Linked DNA regions of Sus scrofa: all the other regions are linked to region 1. Evidence: chromatin contacts called from public Hi-C and HiChIP or PLAC-seq data. All regions are on one chromosome and are shown on one strand. The core of a region is the stretch at or near the end of the contact, and the rest is flanking DNA. Distances in the headings are between cores, read along the strand shown.

What was found. A called contact is a pair of places that touch in the nucleus more often than the background predicts. HiChIP or PLAC-seq counts read pairs in DNA pulled down with a chosen protein or histone mark.
Region 2: a Hi-C map of skeletal muscle shows a contact between it and region 1, with 4 times the contacts expected there. The contact joins two enhancer-like sites. A contact is called at or near these places in 1 of 47 Hi-C or Micro-C datasets (skeletal muscle) and 2 of 2 datasets of contacts at active chromatin or transcription factors (alveolar macrophages and skeletal muscle).
Region 3: an H3K27ac HiChIP or PLAC-seq map of skeletal muscle shows a contact between it and region 1. The contact joins two enhancer-like sites. A contact is called at or near these places in 2 of 2 datasets of contacts at active chromatin or transcription factors (alveolar macrophages and skeletal muscle).

Annotation. Positions count from the first base shown.
Region 1 is chr13:125,983,657-125,987,430 of Sscrofa11.1, forward strand. The region is part of intron 2 of LPP (lipoma-preferred partner); the gene reads left to right. Among named protein-coding and RNA genes, the nearest start is that of LPP, 200 kb to the left of the region's middle. Within about 2 kb of position 2,090, at least 1 of the 83 cell types and tissues checked has an H3K27ac peak or open chromatin away from gene starts, as enhancers often do. A contact at or near this core is called in skeletal muscle, where this site is marked.
Region 2 is chr13:125,544,468-125,548,241 of Sscrofa11.1, forward strand. No RefSeq gene overlaps it. Among named protein-coding and RNA genes, the nearest start is that of BCL6, 160 kb to the left of the region's middle. Within about 2 kb of position 1,839, at least 4 of the 83 cell types and tissues checked have an H3K27ac peak or open chromatin away from gene starts, as enhancers often do. A contact at or near this core is called in skeletal muscle, where this site is marked.
Region 3 is chr13:126,377,179-126,380,952 of Sscrofa11.1, forward strand. The region is part of intron 8 of LPP (lipoma-preferred partner); the gene reads left to right. Among named protein-coding and RNA genes, the nearest start is that of MIR28, 97 kb to the left of the region's middle. Within about 2 kb of position 1,858, at least 9 of the 83 cell types and tissues checked have an H3K27ac peak or open chromatin away from gene starts, as enhancers often do. A contact at or near this core is called in skeletal muscle, where this site is marked.

The sequences.
Region 1 (3,774 bases), core at 840-3,339:
ACCTCATTCTGAATGTGAGAAAACTGAGGTCCAGAGACAAAGTCTGCTGTGTGTAGCAGAGTCTTTCCCTTCGTGGGAGAGGCATCAGTTCTCAATTACTTCATTAGCTCTCTATGCCCTATATTTTCTCATTCTTTATCTGCTTTTATAAGCTTGTGATTTAATTAGAAAGAAAAAAAAAGAGAGAAACAATCGAAGGGGTGGAAGGAAGTTCCTCTTAGCATTGCTTGACATCAGAGCTTATCTGTAGTGCAGGGAAAACCCAGCCTTTGTGGGATGAGGCTTCTTTTGTACTTATAAGACAGTCTCAAGAAACAGAAGTCACTTTGTCAAAGTTTTTAGTTGGTTATTGTTACATCTATTATAAAATCTGGTGTGAATAAAGATAAATTTAAAATACATGTTCCTGATTGAACTGTAGACCTTATCTTTCAGAAATAGGATACTGTCAGGGGCAAAGCTACATCCCTGCCAACATTCCTTCCTAAATGTGCTCCATAGGATACTTGCTCCACACGTGGTCCGTTCAGGTTGGGAATCAGTTGCTTTTTTAGCAATCTCCATTTTGGAGACCCTTCATGCACCCTTAGCATGATTAACTCTGAGAAGATTTATAGGTAAAAGCAATAACCACACCGTTCAGGTTTTCTCAAATTTATTTTATCACAGAACCATTTTGTGGCTGATTTCCCAGACCCACGTTCTGTCGAACATTCTTTGGATAGCATGACTTTATTGCTAAAATTCTCAAGGTTCACATCAGTGATCTTGTAATAATCTTGTGTGAAATATGAAGTTATTTGAGCTAAGCTATAGATCTTCACCTGCCCTCCCTCTCCATAGGAGAAATTACAGGTTTATTTCAGGATCAAACACTTTTCAAATGAAATGTTGCTAGGAGGAAAAAAAAAAAGCAACCCTTTTAGAGCCTAATAATTGCAGAAAGAAGACAGTGTTATACCAGCCAAACTCAATTTTGTGAATTAGGGCTTTAGCTTGGAGAGTTGTTCCTGAAAATAGCTTGTTTTTAAGCAAAACTTTGTTGGCTTTTGGTGGTGGACTTTTTCACCATCAAAAGCATGAATATGGGTGATTTTAAATGACGTGTTTCTTGCATTCAAAACCAGGGATTATGGAGTAAACAACACTTTCTTTAACTTTTCTGAAACAGTTGGCTTGACCATCATGGCATTTTTTTTTTTTTTTTGTCCTGTTTATTTGGGATATTTCCTTTTGTTTTTTTGTTTTTGTTTTTGTTTTTGTTTTTTGGAGTGCTGGAATGGCCTTTGTCAACCTTGTCCAAGCCTGCACTTGACAGATGAGGAAATAGAGGCCCAGGAGGCTTTGGTGACTCTTTACTAGTTGGTGACCAACTAGAGCTAAAATCAAGAACTTTCACTTCCTTACTAAAGCTTTTCTTGATTAGATAGTAGGTAGATAGATAGATACATGTAACACAGATGATAGTTGGATGCCCATAATTAGAAATTCTTTTACTTTTACTCACGAGGTAAGAAACCCTCCATAGTCCCTTAACCAAGTTCTTTTTTAAAAGAACTTCACTCACCTCAGGCCAGTTCTTTGATATTATTCACTTGAGAAATTAATTCACTTTGATGGGAAGAGATAATTGTGAAAGAGAGGATCATGCTGCCCATCTTGATGTCTTATTTCAAGCTGAGAGATTCATACAGCAAGACGATGTTAAATTTTTCGACCTAAGAAGAACTGGCTCATCATCAATAGCTGGAACACTCTGGCTTAGTTATACATCATTGTGTGGTTATTTCTCTCCTCTTTCCCTCCTCCTTTCTCCTAGTTTTGGCCTTTCTTTATGCATTGCCCCTGTCTTCAGCAGAAGGGCTATCTTGCTTCAAAGACAGGAAGAAAGCTCAGATCCAAGGAAGACATTCCTTCTGCTAGGTTTCTCCCAGCTGTAGCAAAAGCAAAGTAAAATTTGATGCCTTTGAGTTTGTTCCTTTAGGTAGAAGGATTTGACAATTAGGAAATTCCCCAATAAAAAGCTGCTATGGGAATCTGTAGTCTGGGGCTAGCGGTAACTGTGGTGTAGTATCATGTGAAAGGCAAGGCCATTAAACTCAATAGTGGAAAATATGAGTTCTGGGCTGCACTTCTCTCCTACCTAGCTATGGGATCCCGGGAAAACCAAAAAACCTCTCCAAGCTTCATTTGACCCAGTCTTCTCATCAGAACCTGGGGAATCATGATTCTTGGAGTTGTGTTGATTAAATGAAATAATGGATATGGAAGGCTTTATAAACTATAAATCACCCTATAAATGTGTCAGCATATTATTGCAATCAAGTAAGCAATAATAATAGCAAATACATCCACACTGCTGCCTTTGAGCCAGGTACTGTTTTAAGCCTTGACGTCTATTAGTTCACAGTTCTGACCAACTCTGTGTGTTAGTGAACAGCACCTGGCATCATAAATCACCAAGCCTGGCTGCTTACCTGGATCAGCTGCTGATTTACCAATGGTTGTGGGCACATTTCTCCCTTCCCTGGACCTCAGTTATACTCTTTGTAAAAGAAACACTTGGACTCTGTTGAACGTAAGGGCCCTTCTATTCTGGCATTTGAGATTCTGTTTGGTAGGTTTTTTTGCCCCTCATAGGCCCAGGCATAGATCAGTAATCAGAGCTCACATTTAAACCGAGGGCTATCATCATCTTAACCATTTTACGAATGAGGACACATATAAGCACAGAGAGCTCAAGTAACTTTTCCAAGGCTGTGCAGCCAGTAAGGGTACATCAGAATGATGGCAGCTAGATTGGGAGAACTCTTCAGCAACCCCAGGTGTGTCATGTTTTCAGACTTCTCACCTAATCAGCTCCATGATTATCATTTAGCTCTTTAGGTTTTTGGTGCTTGTTGTCATTTAACTCCACAATTAGATTCCCAGTGTCTTGATTGCCGGTAGTGCTGGAATGTGTATTTCCAGTGTCTGATGCAGGGTTTGGCAAGTGGTATAGTGTCTCTTTGTGTGTGCACAATTTTTCTGCCCAAACTTAGATTCTTTGAATCCTTTGGGGAGGCCAGCCATTGGCATCTCTCAGAAGTGTGTTAAATGACCTTTTCACATAAAAAGTTGGTTAAAGTTGATGACTCCGGACAAGTCTCCACATGGGAGACATGTTTCAAGTGCGGCCCATTTGTTTTCTGCATGGCGTGCATGCTCCAACTTTTTCAGGGCTGCTTAACTTGAAGACTCTTTTCCAGAGTCTTCTGGGTGCTTCACCTTGTTTTGGCTTTGCTGTTATTTAATTTTTCTGAAGATCTGGTTTTCTTGGGCTCTGGAATACAACCCAAGATTTGTGGCTCAGTTGCATCTGGGAAAGAGTCACACCCATTGAAATTGGGAGAAAATTGACTTTTAGAGCCCAAAGAAATTGACACAAATCTTAGATCATAGACATTTTCTATCTCAGACTCTGCCTTCCTTCTTTGTGTGGTGCCATTCCAAGGTGTCTTGGAGGGTTGCCTTTAACTCCTAATCCATTCGATGTACTTATTTTACCATTAACACATCATTCCAGTGAATAGTCTCTCTGATCTCCATAAGTGATCCACTCTCATTCATTTACATATGAACTATGTGATGTTATCTACCCATCATACACAATTGTGATACCAAAATGAACTAGACACAATCCCTGTTTATAAGGACCTAATACTTTGAAGGGGCAGGGGGTCATGATTTCAATCAGCAATTAGTTCTTGGTGCCCACCATGACCAAGCATCAGG
Region 2 (3,774 bases), core at 589-3,088, 440 kb before region 1:
ATTCTCATCAATCATTCTGCAAACATTTTGTAGGCTCCTATTGCCTCCCAGGCGCTGTACTAAATCCAGAGATACAGTGGTGACTAAGACACACGTGGCTCTGGCCTGGATGGGTCTCTCATTTTAGGACTGGAGACAGGCAATTCACATGCAAACAAATAAGCAAGATGATTTAATACAGTAGTAAGCACTATTAAAAAAAAAGCTGTAATTTATGATGAAGAGTAAACCCAGTTCACAGACAGATACAGAGTATGGAAGGTCATAAGAAGGAGGTGGCATGATCTGATTTACACATCTGAAAGCTCACTAGCTGCCTTTACTATTCTAGGACAATTACAAGAGCCCCAATTACAGTCTCTATCTCTTCTTACTGTGGCCAGAGAGGCCTTAATGCAATGTACATTTGATGTGACACAGCTCCATATGGAAACTCTTTTTTTATTTTTTTATTTTTTCTTTTTACGGATGCACCCTCAGCATATGGAAGTTCCCAAGCTAGGGGTGAAATTAGAGCTGCAGCCGCCAGTCTACACCACAGCCACAGCAACACAGGATCTGAGCTGTGTTTGTGACCTACACCACAGCCCATAGCAACACCGGATCCCTGACCTGCTGAACAAGGCCAGGGATTGAACCCGAGTCCTCATGGATACTAGTTGGATTCATTTCCACTGTGCCACAATGGGAACTCCCCATATGGAAACTTTTAAAGTTCCTTGTCACCCCCAAGATAAAGCTCAGGCAGTAGGCACAGCTACCAAGATCTCCACCCTAGGCTTCCGCATCACGTTCACCTTGGCCACAGCACATGCCTGCACCTCACACCACATGGCCTTTTCTGGGATCCCACCAAAGCCCACTGCCCTTCTGGCATGCTGCCCACTCTTCTGAGGCAAAGCACAGGCACAGGCTTGCCCTCATTCTCTGATCACCCTCCTCCCTCCTTTACAGAATGCCTTCCCTTTCTTCAAAGTTTTGTTTGAATGTCTCCTCTTCTTAAAAGCCTCCCCTCACTCTTCCATGCGGAGCAGACCAGTCATTGCCTTCTCTGTGCCCAGAACATGCTTCGTTCACACTTGCACTATAATTTATCACATTGAATCATAATTATGCGTGTGTGTATGCATGACAAGCAGGGGCCGTGTCTTGGCTATGCTTTTTTTTCTTTCTTTTTAGGGCCACATCTGAAGCATATGGAAGTTTCCAGACCAGGGGTCAAATTGGAGCTGCAGCTGCCAGCCTACACCACAGCCACAGCAACACTAGATCTGAGTTGCATCTGTGACATATGCCACAGTTTGTGGTAATACCAGATCCTACCCCACTGAATGAGGCCAGGGATCGAACCAGCATCCTCACGAACACTAGGTTGGGTGTTTAACCCACTGAACCACCATGGGAACTCCCACAATTATGCTTTTATATACAGAACCCAGGAGGGCTGGGTACCTGGTGTTAGTGGATAGTTAGCAGATGAGTTGATTGATAGACCATTGAATGGAAGGATGGGAATTCCTAAGTGGATGCATATTGTCTATTCCCCTCATTTTAACAGCAAAACAATGCTAATCTGGTTTGTCATCTGTGAAATGAAGAGTCAGATTTGGTGATTCTGAAAGTTACCTCCAGCTCTGATGTCCCATGTTCTGAGAGTCCGTAAGTCATGCCTGGTTATTGCCATTTGCCTCAGAATGCCTTCTTGGCTTGAAAGAATTCAAAGGGCTCCCTGGTTCATGATTCAGGATCAAAAAGCTGGTGGAGCCCTGCTGCACTGAGATAAATAAAGCCTGGGCACAGGCTGGGTGTCCTCCTGTCCCAGTTGGCAACACTTATCACAGCCCGACATACCTGCTGAGGGAAGAAGCCTCAAGCAAAACAGGTTTCGAGCTGGCTTAACAAGAGCACAACTATACATTCCTGTAAATTTCCAGGGCTGAGCAAGGGCCTGGAGAGGCATGCATGGGCCGCTATGTTACACAGTTCCAGCGGCTATTTTTGCTCACCCCATCATCTGTGGGTGTGGTTATCAGGATATACTTGTGTAGATTTAGGTCAGAGGTGAGGCCAGAAATAATTCCTAACCCAGCTTTCAATGGAGGAGAAAAGAGTGAAGACACACCATTCCTTCTCTACCGAGCTAGAGGAGAAGGTGACTAGGTTACAGTTCAAGCGAGAGAGCCTGTCTGGGCAGCAGCCACGTGCTCAGCCCTCTGCTCGGGGTAGTGGGGAACTCAGAGAGGGATGAAATGGGTCCTGTCCTCCAGGTTATACTTGAGTGAGGGAGATCAGTTAGGTACTTAAGATGATAGAGGATGTCCATGTGAATGAAGCCTGGAGAAGGAGTTGGGAAATACTTCACAAAGGAGCACCTGTATTCAGCAGACAGAAATTCACTTTGACTATGTGGGTCAGCAAGTGTTCTCGAACAGGGGTGTGGAGGGACCAGAGTCAGGGCAGTGGAGGAAGGTGGGCAGTGTGTTCAACTACAGCAAAGATGTAAAGAGAGGGAAGGGGGTGTTAAACATTCTGGAAGAGGTGGGGCAGAAGGGATCACCTAGGTCCTAGACACCTGCCTTGTTTATATTCAAACAATATTTACCCAGTGCCAATTTTTGGCCAGGCCCTGTTCCTATATTTGAGTGCCAACATCCAAGGTTAAAATGCGCCCTGTAGGCAATGGGGCCACTGGAAGATCCTGAGTGGGGAGACGTAAACAGTGCAGAGACCTTGCTCTAACTGTTTCCTTACACTTTTACAGAAAATATCAGGATGCATGCACACGTACATATACACAGAGAGCTCTGACAAATCTCCTAAAGCTAAAAAGATGTGATATAGGAGTTCCCTGGTGGTGAAGAATGTTAAGGACCCAGCGTTGTCACTGTATGGCTCAGGTCACTGCTGTGGTGCAGGTTTGATCCCTGGCCCGGGAACTTCTATATGTTGCAGGTGCAGCCGGAAAAAAAGAAAAAAAAAAAAAGATGTGCTATAGAATGCCAGAAACCAAAAGTACTTTTCAGGCAATGTAAGAGTGGGAGTCTTGCGAGCCCTCAGACCTTAGCACTGGCTTCACATGAGGTTTCCTCCTTCACTCTAGAAGGCAGGAGAGATCTCAGCCCTCTGGTCACTCCTGTGCAAACAGCAGATTTCCAGGCCCAGGATCAAAGGCAGGAAAGCGTGCGCAAAGATCGGTAGGAAGAAAAGAAACAAGTCAGAATCTGAAACCATGGAAAACACTTCTAAATCCAAAGAGCAACTCATTTTCAAGCAGTTGAGTCCTGCCTTTAAAAAAAATGCAAGCAGCATCAAAATCATTCATTTCCTTCTTCCCCTTCCTACACAGGGAGGGACTTTAACATAAATTAATTTGGAAGTTAGGTGAGCACAAACTTACTTTTGAAAGTACCCAAGAGGCAGAGATAGGAATGAATCGAGCTGCAAAACAGGCAAAGAAAGAAAGATGCTAGGAATTTAAACCTGTCTGGTGGCTTTTTGGAAGGTGACTCTTGCCAATGTGGGGAGCTGTATGGCTCTGGGCTATTTTTGAAAAGTTTTCATTTTGACTGGATCCTGGGGACTTCATCAGTCCTTTACTCTGTGAATTGTCTGAAGGCCAGGGCCGGGCTTTTATACAGAGGGAACTTTGAGGTCCTTCAAACAGTATCAATAGTGGTGACTTCCCAGAATCCCTTGACCTCTCTTTCCCTCTGTGCAGAAACTCTGCATGTTATAGGAGTCAAACTGCTAAGAAGAGCCCTGGCCTTAGCTCCG
Region 3 (3,774 bases), core at 608-3,107, 390 kb after region 1:
GAACTTGATTTAAAAAATAAATATGCCAGGAGTTCCTGTCGTGGCTCAGTGGTTAACGAATCCGACTAGGAACCATGAGGTTGCAGGTTCGGTCCCTGCCCTTGCTCAGTGAGTTAACGATCCGGCGTTGCCTTGAGCTGTGGTGTAGGTTGCAGACGTGGCTTGGATCCTGCATTGCTGTGGCTCTGGCGTAGGCCGGGGGCTACAGCTCTGATTCGACCTCTAGCCTGGGAACCTCCATATGCTGCGGGAGTGGCCCAAAGAAATAACAAAAAGACAAAAAAAAAAAAAAAAGATAAATATGCCATAACAAAAATAAGATTCAGAGTTACAATACATGTTTTAAAGTTGAAGGAAAATTTTATAACCCATTTCACAATCCTAGTAGAGTAAGTTTGCATATTGGATTTTATTGTCTTCTACCTATTTTAAGCAGAAGCGAGATTTATGAAATTTTTCACCTCCATCCAGGTGTAACTTACTTCTTTGTACCTTTAGCAGTTAGCACTGTCTTGGTCTATAGATGATGTCCATTAGTTGTTTTGAATTAAGGAACAATAATAATAATAACATTTAATGTTTTCCAGTTTATAAAACATTTCCAATGTAAATGTGAGCTTTGTTGTACAGGGTTTTTTGTTGTTGTTGTTTGTATTTTGTTGTTATTGTCTAATAGGAAATCAAGGCTCAGAAAGCATAAGGGGCTTGCCCAAAAACACAGCTGGTTAGAGGAATTTTTTTTTTTTTTTTTGGTCTTTCTGTCTTTTTAGGGCCGCACCTGCGGCATATGCAGGTTCCCAGGCTAGGGGTCCAATCGGAACTGTAGCCACTGGCCTATGCCAGAGCCACAGCAACACAGGATCTGAGCCGTGTCTGCGACCTACACCACAGCTCACAGCAATGCCGGATCCTTAACACACTGAGCGGAGGCCAGGAATTGAACCCTCAACCTCATGGATGCTAGTCAGGTTCACTAACTACTGAGCAATAACAGGAACCCCGGTTAGAGGATTTGAATGTAAGACTTTGTGGCTCTAAACTTTGTCATTTAAACTGGAGCATCTGTTAGTTGCTTATCACATCCTTGATTTCTGCCGGGGTAGAAGGTATTTTTAAATTTTGTAGGGAAGGGAGAGCTTTGATTTCTATACCCTTGTCAGAGGTATTTTTCAAATTCAAGGACTTTTGGTAAATTTGAAAGCAATTCTTTGCATTTCTAGGAGCTGGATTAGAGCAGTATTTCTTTGGAGCATTGCAATTTATTTCTCCAAAATGAATCTGCAGTAGGTGTGGAAATGGGTATCTGTGAGGACCAGAACTTAGGCAGCAAATGAAACCTCTTGACGGGTTCCCAGCAACAGGCTTATTTTGTATCCAAGTCTAGAAGCACAAGCGGGAGAAAGGAGGCTTTGGTGAAGTCAATGATGTCCCCACATCATCTGTAAGGTCAGAGAAAGAGCTCAAGCTCCGAGTTCCTAGTCTCCAGACAGATTCTCCAGCCACTTGGACAGAGTCCTATAGAGGTCTAGGCTTTTGGTAAAAGTCCACCGCTTCTACCTGTTTCTCCCTTCTAGTGATTAAACCTTGTCCTCACTGCCTCCCTGAGCTCACCACCATTGCTCCACATCCATCCCACCTCAGTGTTGCTTGGGTGCCTTCCGTCACATCATTCTGTTTCTGGATCCATATCTTTATCAAAGGGGACCCATTTGTTTCTTTCAGAAATGCTCCTAAAAATTTTCCCGTATTTGACTAAGTGTCCCAGTCATAAAGCCCTTTCCAGTAATCCCAGTACTGGGCAACCAGTTCCAGTAATGGAGGAGACACTTCCAGCTGTTAAGCAATGGTCATCCTTCCAAAGGAGATTGAGCAATCCCTTTTTTTCAAGTTATATTTAAAGCATGACTCCAGAAAGGCTGGAAGGCTCTCTGGATTCTGACAGTGCTGTAGAGCTTTTAGGGGAAAGGGCTGTGAAACTGGTCCTGGATAGAACTCTCAGAGAGAGGTAAACAAGGTTTTCACTTTCTTCATTATGTAAAATCACTTTAACAGTACTTATCAAGGTTTTGTGAAAATTAAATAGAAATTTTTGAGACAGTGGCTGCTGCCATTCATGAAACATAGTCAGCCCTCAGCAATATGTATTTCATTAAAAGGAAGGTAGGCACTTGAGAGCTATCCAAAGAGACTGACTCACTGTGTTAAACAGGAGCATCTGGCCACTGGAAGGAAAGGAGCAGCAGAAGGACTCCTGTCAAGGAAAGGGGAGTGGAGATTGTGACCTATACCAGTCTTTTCAGCATGAAAGTGGAACCCAGGAAAAGGACCTAGTTATCCATAAACCCAGGGCATGCTTACACCAACAGCCCACATGGTGTATCCTGTCTTCCATGTGCCCTGGATGGAAATAATATGGTAATACCAGCCAATGCCTTTTGCATTTAAAGGGTGCTTAGCTTTTCCATGCAATTGCAAATTCACATCAGGAAATATCAAGATGAAAAATCCAAACTCACTTTCTCGTGACATTCAGGACCATTCTTGTCACTTGGCTCAGTTTCCATGTACCTGAATTGAAGGCTGCAAGGCAGTATACAGACATTGAATCAAAGAGAAATCAATTTGAACCCAGACTCCATTACTCTATACATTTATTCAGTTCTCTAAAGCAAGTGTATAAAACGAGGTTGATAGTACTTACTGTGTTGGACTCTTGGGAAGATTAAATGAGTTCAGGTAGGTGTCAAGCACAGTGTCTGCCTCCTAATAGATGTTTAATAAATGCTAGCTGTACTATTACTGAGATTCACTCTGAAGACATTTATCATCCCTTACCTCCTCTGGAAAATAGATTATATAAATATATCATAAGAATTTACATCATAACGTCTTTCTTCAGTCTTTTGCTTTTCTCTTCTGTCACTGTCTCCTGGCAAGGCTGTAATCTCAATGAGCCCACCCACTTGTGTTTTGCTCACCCACCAAAGCAGTTGAACATTGCAGGAGAAAAGCACAGAGCCAGGAATATTGATATCGTGATAAATTGTGACCAACTTTGACCCCAATCACAGCCTACATTCTTACACACTGCTCTCAGCTGTTACCTACAGCCTCCACTCTACCCCAGTTTCTGACTGCCCTCCACCCCCACTCCCTCCTCCAGGGACGACTGCCTCATTCTCCACAGTGAGAATGAAAGGCACAGGGTGACACTCCCTCAGCTTGTGCCGTCAAATTTACTCCTGTCCTCTCCATTCCTTCTGTTAGAGTAGCAGAAGAGCCCGTCAGCTTATCAAATGCCAATTAGTGTAAACGTACTCTGGGTCTAAAGGTGTTCTGATCCTGTTTCCCCTGTCTTCTCAGGACCCTCACTCCATAGGTCATCCATTCTTCATCCTGAATCTTCTAGCTATTCTGGATTGGATGCTTCTCATCAATGCCCATTTGTGTTCCAGCGTGGCATTTATTTCCCCTCCATTGACTCTATGCATTATCTAGCAGTTGCATTATCTCTTCTTCAAAGCCAGACTCTAGAAAGTTTTTCATTATATACAGTGCCTCCTTTTCCTTACCTCATATTCAGGCTTTCTTCCTGCCTGGCTTTTCTCTCTAGCACTCCTATCCTGGCTGAGGACATCTGTGACTTGGGACTTACATGTTTTCAAAATGAGGGTCAATATCATTGTTCATCTGACCTGACATCTCAACGAGGGGTTGGACATTTCATCTTTAAAAGGTTATCTTCCCAGCTTCCCTGGTATCTCTAGGTTTCTG